2 separate regions of the Pungitius pungitius genome follow, and region 2 is linked to region 1. Evidence: chromatin contacts called from public Hi-C data. All regions are on one chromosome and are shown on one strand. Each heading gives the region's core, a stretch centred on a gene start, on an enhancer-like site or on the middle of the called end of the contact. The rest is flanking DNA. Distances are from core to core; before and after follow the strand shown. Region 1 holds the start of LOC119223225 (chemokine-like protein TAFA-2). Region 2 holds the start of zgc:174906.

Region 1 (6,567 bases), core at 1,217-3,716:
ACAGTGACAGCTACACCTTCCAGGTGCCGTCTTTCATATGCTAATGCCGGTATGACTGCCTGCCAATGCAACATGGAACACAAAGTGTGTGTTTCTGGGTGTTTATTCCAAAAAATGAAGAGATGCACACAGCACGCGGAGCCACGTGTTTTTTCTAATAAGAGGCTTTTAAACACATGCACATTTGTACACATAATACCATGTAAAAAGCCTTCATCTTTATTCTGAAATGTTCAGGTGACAATCTATTGTTGAAGGGTGTTTGCTATGGGGAAAAATGCCTTCTTCTTAAAAGATATAGGTTTGATGTTATTCTATAGTAATCTCAGGGCCCCAAAACCCATGAAAGAACCCAAAGGAAGTGATCCTTCTGTTGAGCGTCGCCTGTGGAGCTGAATGCCTGACATGCTGTAGCGTATTCCTCATCCTTTGGCTGTACATACAGCAGCTATAAAAAATCACCTTTTTAGAAACCGATGGGCTCGTGGAACAACCTTTGAAATGATGGAATATTGTTTTGTTTTTTACATGTTCTCTCTGAGGTTTTCGAGTGTGGCCTCTGCTCCGTGGTGGATTGTCTGAACTCATTAACAGCTCTGACTGCTATATGAAAGGCCATGTGGCATCTTCTCCTGCCTTTAAGGATTCTCTCATGGTCCGCCAGCATATTTCTCCATTTCGGTTCTTTTGTTGAGCTGATTTCCCTTCAGTGATTCAAGGAAACAAGCATACGTGATACGATTATTTTGAGCTGCTTCACTAACATGCCCACGTAGCTGTGTGTATGTGTGCTAGCAGTACGCAAAAAACATGACTCCCGTGGGCTGTCATGTGGTCCGTAAAGCTCCTCTCTCTGTGGGAATTAACTATTTATTCTGTGACAGAAATCCACCAAGCGCTCCGTTTGGTACATGTTAAATCCCGCCCTGTGTGATTGAGAGTTCACCAATTGCCGTGCGTGCATGTGTGTGCGTATTCGTGTGAGGGGGAGAGGACGGACGTGTGCAAATGCCACAGATCCCAAAGGAATGAGGTTGATTTGGAGGTGTTGCAAGTTAGTGGCCCATTGATCTCGCCTGCATGTGTGTTTCCGTTTGTTATCTTGCAATCCACGTCCTGAATTTGAACTGTGCTGCCAGAACCGTGTGGAAGACGGATCGGAAGGCTTGGTTATCCATGATTCACCCGTCACACTTGAGGAGGGAGAGAGAGAGAGAGAGAGAGAGATGGAGAATGTTTTGGTATATTAAGATGATAATACAAAGGAATCAAAGAATAATAAACAAAAAAAGAGTTCGGATCGAGAGTGAGGACGAAAAGAAGAGGAGAGTTCAGTAATCTGAATGCTTTGTCAGTGTAACAGATTAGCTCACTGGGTGAAACCACGTATGACTGCCATTGAGCCTTCTCGCGTGCACACGGGCACAATCACGGCCTCACTATGAATCATCCACGTGTGCAACCATACACCGTCACTTCGACCACGCCTCACAGACACACAGGCACTTGCACGCTTTCTCCCATGTAGGCTCTACTGTACACACACGCAGCGAGAATATCAACATGGTTTTACAACTCAAATGTCTGGTTTCTGTGGCCTAGTCCGTCTGCTGGAGAAACAGATAACATCTAAAATGCTATTACCTGTTTCTCTAGCTGACAGACGAGACACAAATACACCTTGTGTGTGCACACACACACACCCACACGCCTCTGCACAGTCACACACACATTTACACCCTGGAGCCTCCTCAAAAGGACTGCAGAGTCACAGAGACTGGACAAAGTCATTTGTTGTGAGTAAACTTCCTTGAACAGCTCAGGTTGTTCCAAGCAGTGGAAGACTGAGACCACACTCTCTCACACACACACACACACACACACACACACACACACACACACACACACACACACACACACACACACACACACACACACACACACACACACACACACACACACACACACACACACACACTAACACTCACACACGGGTCAATTTGGTTGGGCATGGTGTCGATCACCCTTCTGCTCTTGTTGGTCTAGTCTACCGGGAAAAGGCCCATAGCTCAGCTGAAGTGAGTTCAATTTAATTTGAACTTCACACAGCTGCGAGAGGGAGAAGGGAGAGGCGAGTGGGGGGGTGGGAGATCCAAATGTTTTGTCCTTCTTGAAGTGACACAAACATTTCAGGCTTTCCCAATGTCCAGCCTCCATCCCCAAGAGAGCAACTGCTGACACACGACGGCCTGTAATAGCTGTAATAGCTCAACCCTCTTTCAATTTGTCTGCCAATCTACGACAATTATCGTATCTCCAACAGCAACACGCACGGTGTTCGACCACATCACTGTACACGCGTCATTGTCATTCATCGCATGCTCCTTCTCCACTCAGCCGGTGGCCTCTTCGGGCCGCTGGGGGGCGCTGCTCCGCTTCACAGGCGCAGCTGCGCTCCGTGTTTTCCAGGCGCACAAGGCGGGAGCGCAGCGACAGTCTGCCCGACTCCCGCGACCGCATCGCACCTCTGTCCCGTCACGCTCGGCTTCTTTCTCGTCCGGAGGATAAACGAGGGATTCCGCGGTTGAAAAAAATCCAAAAACAAAAGGGTTTGATAGGAGATGTTTCAAGTTGGATGTTTCTTCCATGTTGCCATGTCTTAATAACTAAGTTTCCGGTCTCAGTCGTTGTGTAGAAGCGGGGGAAAGGAGCGGAACTTTCAGGGGACCTCTTCTTTTTATTTTTCTTGCATCGGAGTAACCGCTGGTTTTAACCCAGGAGGGGTCGTATCTGCCGGGGGCCTCGTTGCTCTCCTGCCCGGCTCCGGGGGTGGAGGGTATGGTGTAACTTTTGCCGCTCCAGTTGAAGCAGAGCGGCCGGTGTGAGGGAGTAACCGTGTTATGATGCCGGGGAGGCGATGCCAGCCACTCCTCCGTCTCGGATAGCGGATCGGTGATGAGGAGCGAGGATCACCTGCTGGGCTAACAGAACACGGTCACACCTCACCGACAGGTACGGATCACCGGCTCGGTGCCTGCAGAGAACTGCCTGGTCTGTTGATTGCTTGCAGCGCGCGTGAGACAAAGTAAAACAGTGAAACACCTGTCAGGCAAGATTAACATGCTTGATGACACACTAGTCAGTTATTTTTGTCTTCGAAAAGCAGTTATGAACAGAATGGATAACACTTGCTTCATCCATTTATTTTGGAGATTTTATACTGAGAATTTAGCAAAAGAAAGGGTAATATCCCATCGGCGTACCCTGGCATGTATGATTTTTATTACCGGGATATGGATTTTATAGAAAAACAAATGATTGTGGTTTTTAGGTGTTGAACAGCCTCTCTCTCTCTCTCTCTGTCTCTGTCTCTCCCCCCCACCTCCCCCCTCTTTCTATCTCACGCGCACAACACAGGGTTGGTCCTGGCTGTGCGTAAACGGGCATATGGCACCGGGTGCAGCGCGGTGTGTGTCATGCAGAGGTTTAGCAGGGGAAAACAGCTGCTCACCTCGTTTCGACTGGCTGTGCTGTGTGAATTCCAGTCCAGTGAAGTCACACGCTGTATTGTTGCAATCAACAGTGGTCTTTACATGACAGGAACATACTGTGTGCACGCAGCATGTCACTCATCCGCCTGAACGCAGTGGTGGGCTCTTTTGCAGCAGCACCATGGATCACCTGATGTACTGTAGATGGTACTTCATAAGGTGACCTTGCTCGGCCGGGTGTAGGCTGTGAGTTGTCACAGCGACTTCATTTAGCTCTGGATGTGTTTAAAACCCCTCATAGGAGGTAATTTCTCGAGAGCAATACGTTTCCTCTTGCAAAAGTTATCCAATTATTTTTTGTGAGCTTTCCAATGAACATGAAGCAACACGAGCAATCATTGCAACTGTGTAAACCCCTGGGATTTGAAAGTGCTTGGTTATGTTGAGAAAAAAATATTGTGTTTTGGGTTAAAATAACCACACCAGACTATGTTGAAGTAACTAAAGATGTGACATTACTTGAGTACAGAAGATATCACAATTATGTGTTCCTTCTGGTTTCAAACGGGTCCTGTTATATATGAATTAAAGTGCAACACTACCTTTTACTTGTAGCCAAGAACAGTATTAGAACAGCCTGCATGCAGCATTTGTCTCTCCTAATCATGCTTTTTGGCTATGTCTGGCCTTTTATGGACCTTGACATGTTCATGAAACCAGTGTTTGTACATAAAAAGGTGGTTTGATTGAAACAAAGATGGTCATCCCACATGCGGACATATTTTTGACATCCTCCAGTTCCATCTGTCTCTGTCTCCCACTCTCACTCAGCTTTCACGAGCTCCTGCAAGGACCATATAATAGAAAATGGAGCGAGGGAGTTACAAAAAAAGCAGGAATAGAACTAACCGTGAGACATGATCGACAGGACAGTAGCAATGCAGGGGGATGGCAGATTTTGGGTACCAAGAGGTTTGGTTGGAAAATACAGGAATTCACTAAAAGAAACAAATGCATGAGCGGTCACTAAATGGTTCCCAAATGTATTGTTAATATGGCAACAGGCTGATGAAAAAATGGCTAGTCCGCAGACTTTGTTCTGCTACATGTTTCATTCAATAAAAAGGAGGAAATGGATGAAAAGATGAAGAAAATGAGGACAGAGGAACGGAGAATGGAAGTTCCTTTTAAGTGCGCAACGTAATATACACTTGAAAGAGTATTTTGAGTTTCATCTTTTAATAAAGGTTGACAATTTGACATGCATTTATGCAACCTCTATCTTCTTTTGAGCCATGTAATTTAATGCACATTAGGTAATCAGAGCCTGTTTTATGTGACAGCTGGATCTACATTGGTGTTAGTGAAAAAGGTGACAGGAAATAAGGGAGAGAGATGCAACAAAGGTCATAGTGGGCGTCCTAATTGCTGCGCCACAGGGACGCCCCGGTGCATGTTTGCTTTTGGAAAACCAATAGCTGTGTGTGAAGAGCCATGTAGAGGATACACTGATTTGCAAATCAGCAGAGTCCGCAGGACTTGTTTAAATTGGACCATTTCATCCCGCCTCCTCGTGGCAAAATGACCTTAAAATACAGCAAGTATTCATGTTTCGGAAATCCGCAATCTCCTTAAAATGTTGCTCACTTTGAGCAAATACTCTTCCTACATGTTTTTCTTAGTCTCTTCCTTTATCCTTCTCTTCACGGGTCATGGGAATACTGCTGTCCACAGAGATGGAGAGAATGACAAGGACAAGGAAAGCAACGTGGAAGAAATAAAAAAAAGTACGTGTAAGAAAAGTGATCTTGTTCTTTTTCGCCACCTCCTGTAGCTGTGCATGATGAGTGACGAACAGGAGAGAATTCATGAAGAAAGAGAAAGATTGAGAAGTCGGGAGCAAGTGAGGCAGAGACCAAAACACACCCACACAGAGAGGGGGGGGGGGGGAAGACACAGGGGAGGTGAAGAAAGCTACAGGGGATAAATCAAATAAATAAAAAGCATGTGTCCTATAAAAGGTGTTCTATATTTCATTGGCCACCTCCAGAAGCCGTGTGTGGTGTGCCGAGGGTCCAGGGGGGGGGGGGGGGGGCGAGTAGCCACTCTAAATGTGTGTAACCCACATGAAGAGATTGTTTCTGGGAGATCAGGCCCTGTAAATTCATTCCTAGCCGGCAGCCCTGTTCTTATCCCGCCTCCCAAAGGTGAGCTATCACGTCCAAACATATATTTTTTTTAGATTCTTTCTCTTGGCACGCATACACAGTACACGCAGCAAACACACACGCACGCACGCACGCACGCACACACAGCTTTCCTCCCCCACAGACACACATCTTCGAGCAAACCAATTTTCCTTTATCTGCATGCATCTTTTACTAAGGATGCACACACACACACACACACACACACAGACATATACACAAAAACATATTTTTTGACACACTTTTTTTGTTGGACACAAACACATTGTTTTGCTCTCCAACGGCCCGTGTGGGACAGTACCGGTGACAGCTACAACAGCTTCGGTAGCTCCTGTGCAACCGGGCAGCGTCAGAGGGAAACAGCAGCAGATGCTGAGCTCCCAGCTTCAGGATTACCTTAGCCTGAGCAAACTCCATTACTGCCTCTATTACCCTGGTACACAGAGCCTAGGAAAAAGCACTTTGCAGAAGCACTGTTTACCCAGCACCTCTGTGCCCAAAACACACCGACTCCCTTGACTGCAGAGCAAGAAAGTGGTGAAGGCCAGAGAGAAGAGGGAAGTTGTATCCAGTCTTTCTTTCGGTGTTTGAGAGAGCCAAGGTAGAGCTGTTGTGTAACTTTGTCAAATGAGTCATATGAGTGGAACTTAATTAATCAATTAGCTATTTGATCATTAGAGAATTTACTGGTAATACTTTGGATAACGGCGTGAAACAATTGTGCCAAATTGAGCGTTTTAGCCGCGCAAATAAGGAAGTCAACATGAGGTGCCAAAAGGGCACCAAGACGAGCAGAACACAAGGCAAATGCAGTGTCAGTGTTTAAAACCACGGGTCATTGGTTATTAAATGTAATACTAATTAGTACT
Region 2 (6,567 bases), core at 1,574-4,073, 150 kb after region 1:
AGGAGCTGAGAGAGGGACCGAGCTGAGAGCACTTTAGAATGATAGGAGCTCCCTCTAGGGGTTGACTCGTGCTGCAGTCTGCTCTCTCCTCTCCAACGCTCTCTTTGTCCGTTTGCGATCATCCCGATTCCCCCCTGTTGCAGAGATTTGAATGATGACGGTGAATCCTCTAAAAATGGTCTCGACGCGACATGGACCGGCCACGCTGTTGAATTGCAGCAGGTACGACATGATGATTTCACACACCCACAACTTTTGTCTTTTCACTTCAACTGTGAATCTGTGATGGTCTCACACAGTCTGCCTGCTTACCTCACAACTGCCAAAACACACACACACACACACACAGGTAAGGTCTTCCTTTTTCTTCTGCATTCATCCCTTTTCACCAGCAGCTGCTCTGCTCTTTAATGCAGAGAATGTCTCTTTCAGTCAGACTCTGTTTTTCCAACAAAAAGCACATTCACACACACACACACACACACAAACATTATTTATATTCCTACCAGCGGTAATGGACCAGTCAATTATATTGCAGGCTCAACCTATAAGTCCTCTGCAAACTGTTTCCTTCCCATAATGAGCAAAAGCGTCATATACTATATATTTATACACGTTACAACTTCAATTGGATAGTATAATCTTAGATGGAATTACTCAGGCGCTGTGAATTGAGCCTTACGGATACCTCTTTTTTATCGTTGTACTTTGCTCTTTGTCTTCCATCTAAGTCCAAAATGTAGCTTCCAGTGCAGCAAACTGAAGCCCCCCCCCCGCAGTGCACCTCCACTCCACTGTAAATAGCCGCTTCCCTTTGCCCTCCCAGTGTCTCTCCTGACAGTGCCGGCCTCTCTCTGCTCTGCTGCCCTTCCCCTCATGCTCTTTCCTCCTTTCACTCTGGTCCTTCATATATAATGCATGTAAAACAAACAGCCATGTCAGAGTCACTCAAATGCATGGTCGTCCCTGCGCTGCTGCTCCATTGACCCGGAGAGTTGGGGTTCACATCCACAGTCGGTTTACAGCAAATATACGTGCACGTACTACAAGGGAGAGTATATTTGTTAAAAAGAAGGAAAAAAACTCATGTATTTCATCACATAGCCTTGGACAATCTCTAATTGGCAAGGACATATAACCAAGGAGCATATAACGGGATAAGAGTCTCTCTTATCTTGTAAAAGAGGTCCATTCATGTGCACGGTGTTCTTCTTTGTATCCACATAAAAGTCCATACAGGTGTATTGTTAAGGTGCCGAGACAAAAGTAGAACCAAGTCTATTTTGTCCCTCGAGGTTCGGAGTGGCGAATAAGAGCGATTTACCTTTTCTGTTACTTTACATGTAAATCCAATTTCTCAGTTAAGACATGGAGGGATAAGCTGCTGCGCTGGGTTACTCCTGAGTTATGTACACGTTTTGTATACAATTTTCCAGGTGCAGAGGTCTGTAGAATAGATCCAGAGCCACTCATCAGGAAACAGCATTACACTCCATCAGCACTGTGGAGTGTCCAAGCTATTATATCATCCAGCACTAGCATGCACATACAAATGGAGTTTACCACTTGAAAAGCACAATGGTGTGAGTGGTATTGCACTTGATCAGTGGCAGAGTAAGTTCATTTTCACAGAACATGCTGCACTATTGTAGTGCTGTAGTGACTAAATGCAGAAGGACTAAATGCATATTTCAAAGGCACATTATACATCATTTGGAGTTGAAAGCTCCACAGCGTCAACACATGTGTTTTCTTCGGCCAGTAGATCACCGGAGTGTCATAAAGGATGGATGGTGCATTCCTCCTTAACAGTGTCACCTGGGTGGTTGGAATAAACAATAAGAATAAATGATGGTTCTCTCTAGTCCGTCTACCCACTGTAGGCAGAGAGAAAACTGAATTTATTCAGGCAACTAATACACACAGTGACTCAGAGTGTATACAGTGTGTGGATGAAATGAGCTTGAGAGGCTTTTCCTCTCACTCAAAGCAAATATCTGTCCAGGAATACGATATTGATTTCTCATTTCCCAGAACTGAAGCTGAATAAACACGCTAAGCCCACGTGTGACCGGTGGTGACTGATAATTGTCGTCCCGGTAACAGTCAGAGGCCTTGGGATGAAATGTTACAATAAACCCGGATGTGCTGTGTGTGTCCTTCATCATTCACATCAACGTGCATGTCCCAGTAAACGCGCACACATCTGTTTCATAGTCATTCCGTGAATTTCCCTGCACTGCTGCTCCATTGACCCGGAGAGTTGGGGTTCACATCCACAGTCGGTTAACAGCAAATATACGTGCAGAGTATATTTGTTTAAAAAAAAAAAACTCACGTCTTTCATCACATAGCATTGGACAATCTCTAATAGGCAAGGACATTTTTTTTTCTTCTGCTCAAACAAATTAATCAAATGGGTCTTTTTTGTTTTAGTCGACAGCATTCTACTTACAGGGTATGATCAACAACAGATGAACATTAAATACTGATCTTCAGCACCCAGAAAGTTACATGTTTAAATCAGTATTAACAACAACAAAAGGGAATTTGATTTCATTCCAAATAAACAACATTAACCATAGATAGATAGATAGATAGATAGATAGATAGATAGATAGATAGATAGATAGATAGATAGATAGATAGATAGATAGATAGATAGATAGATAGATAGATAGATAGATAGATAGATATTTAACCTATACATATATTTACAGTGTAGTTAGTTGAACTAAAATACTTCTCTGCAACACAAATTGTATATATTTTGTATAACATTTGAATGCCACATATCATTTATCCATTTCATATTTTTACTTTTTCCGTGATTTGTTTTTAATAGTTATTTTCTTATTAGTTCGTTTACTTACGTGTCAGGTGAGGTGGCCTCTGTTATGTAACCAAAAACAGTGTTATCTATATTAAATGTATTATTTTTGTCCTGAAATGAAAAGTGTGTGAGGGCCTTTCTCGGTGCCGTGTGCACAGTGTGATCCATTCCACCAGATGTCCCCAATTCTTCATCGGCTGGATGGAAGCACGGTGCCATTCACCCGGCTGCAGGAAACAGACAAAGAGAAAGCAGCGGAAGCACTCGGGCAGGTACAGAGAAACGGTTCGCGAAAGGCGCCTCACTCCAGCTGTTACTGCGCGGTAAGGGTCTAAATGTGACTACGTGTAGTTAGTGAGAGAGTTGGTGAGAGGGAGTGTGACGCGCGTCTGGTGTCACCACAAGCTTTGCGCGCGGAGCTCGCGCAGCGGGCGGCAAACCAGGAAGTCCGGACGCGGGAATAATGGCACCTCGCGGCTGTTGAAATGTAGTTTCACAACCCGGGTAATATTGTGTTGACATGCATAACGTGTCGTTTGTATCATCTATCGTCATCTATCATCACCACGGTTACTTACATAGAACAGACAGTTTAGGTAGTGTAAACGTATCAACAACAAGGGGGGGGGGCGGTATAGTGGACATAAGGTTGCCACCCGTCACTTTAAATACGGAATCGTCTCGTATCCGTATTTGAGAATAATACGGGACGGGGTTTGTTCCGTATTTCCCGAGTTGTCGTCAATGCAGCTCGCTCCACCGAGTTCTTAATATGCTCCGTAATGACCAAGACGCGATAAAACCACACAACGTTTCATGTTCACGTTTCTGGCAGACAATCTTGCTGCATCCAGCGGAGCTAGGTTTGCATGGTCTTGTTTTCAACTATGTTTAAGTCCCCCGTTATATGCTTTTGCAAAAGAACTTTTGCATATAAAAAATGAGTTTGACATGAGTTTCACACCTTAACTTTCTGTTAAATTGACCAGATACACTCTGCCCCTTTTCAATAATAATCATTCATTTCACTGAGGTGGTTTCTTTGCTTAGATAAGTACACCACGTGCTCCATTGTGGGAACCTGAATACCTGACTACAGACTAAGCAGCAGGGCCGAGATCCTCCTCGTGGCACTGGCAAGCAACGGCAACTGAGTGGCAAATTAATAAAAAATAAAAACGTCAACGGCCGTTTTCTAGGAAAACTTGGCTCCGCCCACTCAGCGTGCCGCTGAGACGCTCGCTCCGGACTTGCCACTGAGTTACTGGCAATTGCCACTCGCTTGCCTTGTTTTGCCACTGACGTGCCACTTAGTTGCCACTCAGTTGCCATTGCCACAAGGAGGATCTCGCTGTTTCTAGGACTAAGGGCGTGTTATGACCCAGAGTGTCGTAATAAAGTGCAGCTCACCTCCCTGCCTGAGAGGGTTGCTGTTATATGTTGCCTTGCTCTGTGTCTGTTCTTCTTTGCAGTTGATTGGACTTGTGTGTATAAGAGGGATCCTGTGAGAGCCAGCCCGGTCTCTTCTTTTGCCTGTCTCTCCAGCTTCCAACCGGGCCATGCTGCACCTCGTGGACTTTTGGGTGGTGGGGGTGGTTTAGCAAGGAGGTCGGTAGGGGTGAGAAGTCTTTTTGTTTGTTCATGTTTTCTCCTGTTTTCGGGTAGGGAGATAGGTAAGACACTTGTATTTGGTTTGTTTCTTTGTGTGTTCTAGGGAAGGTAGGGGGACCTGCACAGATTGTTTTGTTTGTTGTTTTGGGCCACGCTCACCCTGAAGTTCATGACCTCGAACTGAAATAAATACCCCTTCTGAACGAGAACACTGCGGCATTGGTCTTAATTTGGGAGGTGGGGAGACTCTTGTGTATGCTACTTCCGGCTCCCCTAGGCCGGGCGTAACAGGGCGGTTCTGTTGAATAGATTCAATTGATTTGCTTCTACAGTAAAATCCTATTTGATCTGCACTTGCATTAAAATAATGTATCATTACTTTATTTTTCTAGTGACATTCCGCCATGGCAGGGGAACCAGCTGCAGAAATCCAACTACTCAGAAGCCAGAAGGCCAAGCTGATAGAAATTCTAAGTGCAGATGCCGAATTTGTCCTCCAGCATGCAGACTCTTCCTTATTGCTGTCCGACAGCGGCTACCAGCAGGTGAAAGCTCGCACTGTTCCTCGTGAGAAAGTGACAGACCTGCTGGATCACATCATCCAGAGGGGTCCTGCAGCAGCACAGGGACTGCTGGAACTGCTGAAGGGAAAGGAAATGCAGGAAACCTTCCCAATGCTTTGCTTTATTAAGGATGTACAAGCAATCACACCGTCTACAGGTGGGCCGAAGCCTGTTCCGTCGATAGTTCCCCATGTTGAAAAGGAAGTGTCCTCATTGGAAGGTTCACGACCTTGTAACTTAGAAGATACCGTGCCGTCCAAAAAGATCCGCAAGAGAGGTAAGTCGCGCTACATTCCAAACTATTCCCCTCAAAGCATCGTGTTGAACTTCACCTCGTGTGTCCGTCTCATTTCACAGACCCCGTCTTAGTGAAGGACAAGCAGCTGATGATAGTAGCTCCTAACATCGGTAAATCTTGGAAGGAGATCGGCATTGGCACTCTCGACATCCCTAATAAGAAGCTGGAACAGATAGAATTAGACGAGAGCCGCCACATCTACCGAGTGTTTTCCATGCTGCTCTACTGGAAAACGAGCCAGAAGTTAAACGCCACCGCTGCTAACCTGCACACGCTGCTCAGTCAGGGCCCCTGTGCGCTGCCACTCGACAGCATTAACTCACTGTTGGAGGATTCTGATGCCTTCGATCTCTAGTACTTGCCGAGACCCCAACCATATCTCAACTCCAAATGAGTGTATCGCTGGTCTCATGTAAGGGAAAAACAACACTTGAAGATTTGTGTCATTTCTTACCACTGAAGCCTTTAGCCCAAGGTTCCTCATCAATAGAACATTGTCATCCTTATTGTTCGTACTGTAATTGGACTACACCAAATCACGGGACTAGGATGGAGCTTGTCTGGCCAATTGTAACGCCTTTGCTCTGAGATATTTGGCTACGGTCAATGAACTTCCTTTTCTACTCTTCTACTGTTATTCTTTTTTTTTTAAGAGTTTTGTTTTAACAAATGTTCTTTTTGAAAGAACAGTTATTTTATACTCTTTTTACCAGGTCATTTGATATCTGTAGAATTTGTGATGGGACATTTAGCTTTCTGTGAATGTGCATATTGATCTAAATATCGGCCTTTAAATGTACCCAAATTAAATTGATTTAAACAAGTCTTTCTTGGGATTGCAACTCAGTGACTTTGTTCCTCACTAACATTCATGCCAAAAATGCTTGTCATAATAGTTACTCAAATTGAATGAAGCAGCCAAACTGTATTCAACTTGTGGAATTTGATCAATGTAGCACAGCTGTGATGATATAAGGAGAGGTACTATGTCCAGAAATCCTATTAATGAAACAAAGAATGTATGAAGAAACAAAGGGTTTAGGTATGTAGACGTGGTGAAAACAACCTGCTGAAGTTCAAATGGAGCATCAGAACGGTCTGATGAGTCTTAATTTCAGCTGAAAAATTAAGATGGTAAGATCAGAATTTGATGTAAATAGCATAAAAACATGGATGCATCCTGCCCTGTATCAACGGTTCAGGATGGGGGTGGTGGTCTAATGGTGTGGGGGATATTTTTTGGCACCCTTTGGGCCACATGG

Evidence for each region. A called contact is a pair of places that touch in the nucleus more often than the background predicts.
Region 2: a Hi-C map of muscle shows a contact between it and region 1, with 8 times the contacts expected there. The contact joins the promoter of zgc:174906 here to the promoter of LOC119223225 in region 1. A contact is called at or near these places in 2 of 2 Hi-C or Micro-C datasets (both in muscle).

The regions. Positions count from the first base shown.
Region 1 is chr1:30,988,824-30,995,390 of fPunPun2.1, forward strand. It overlaps LOC119223225 (chemokine-like protein TAFA-2), which reads left to right and starts at 2,467. Exons shown (of 5, transcript XM_037480403.2): 1 at 2,467-3,012.
Region 2 is chr1:31,141,465-31,148,031 of fPunPun2.1, forward strand. It overlaps zgc:174906, which reads left to right and starts at 2,824. Exons shown (of 3, transcript XM_062564920.1): 1 at 2,824-3,105; 2 at 4,837-5,284; 3 at 5,365-6,129. The coding sequence starts at 4,849. The coding sequence ends at 5,660.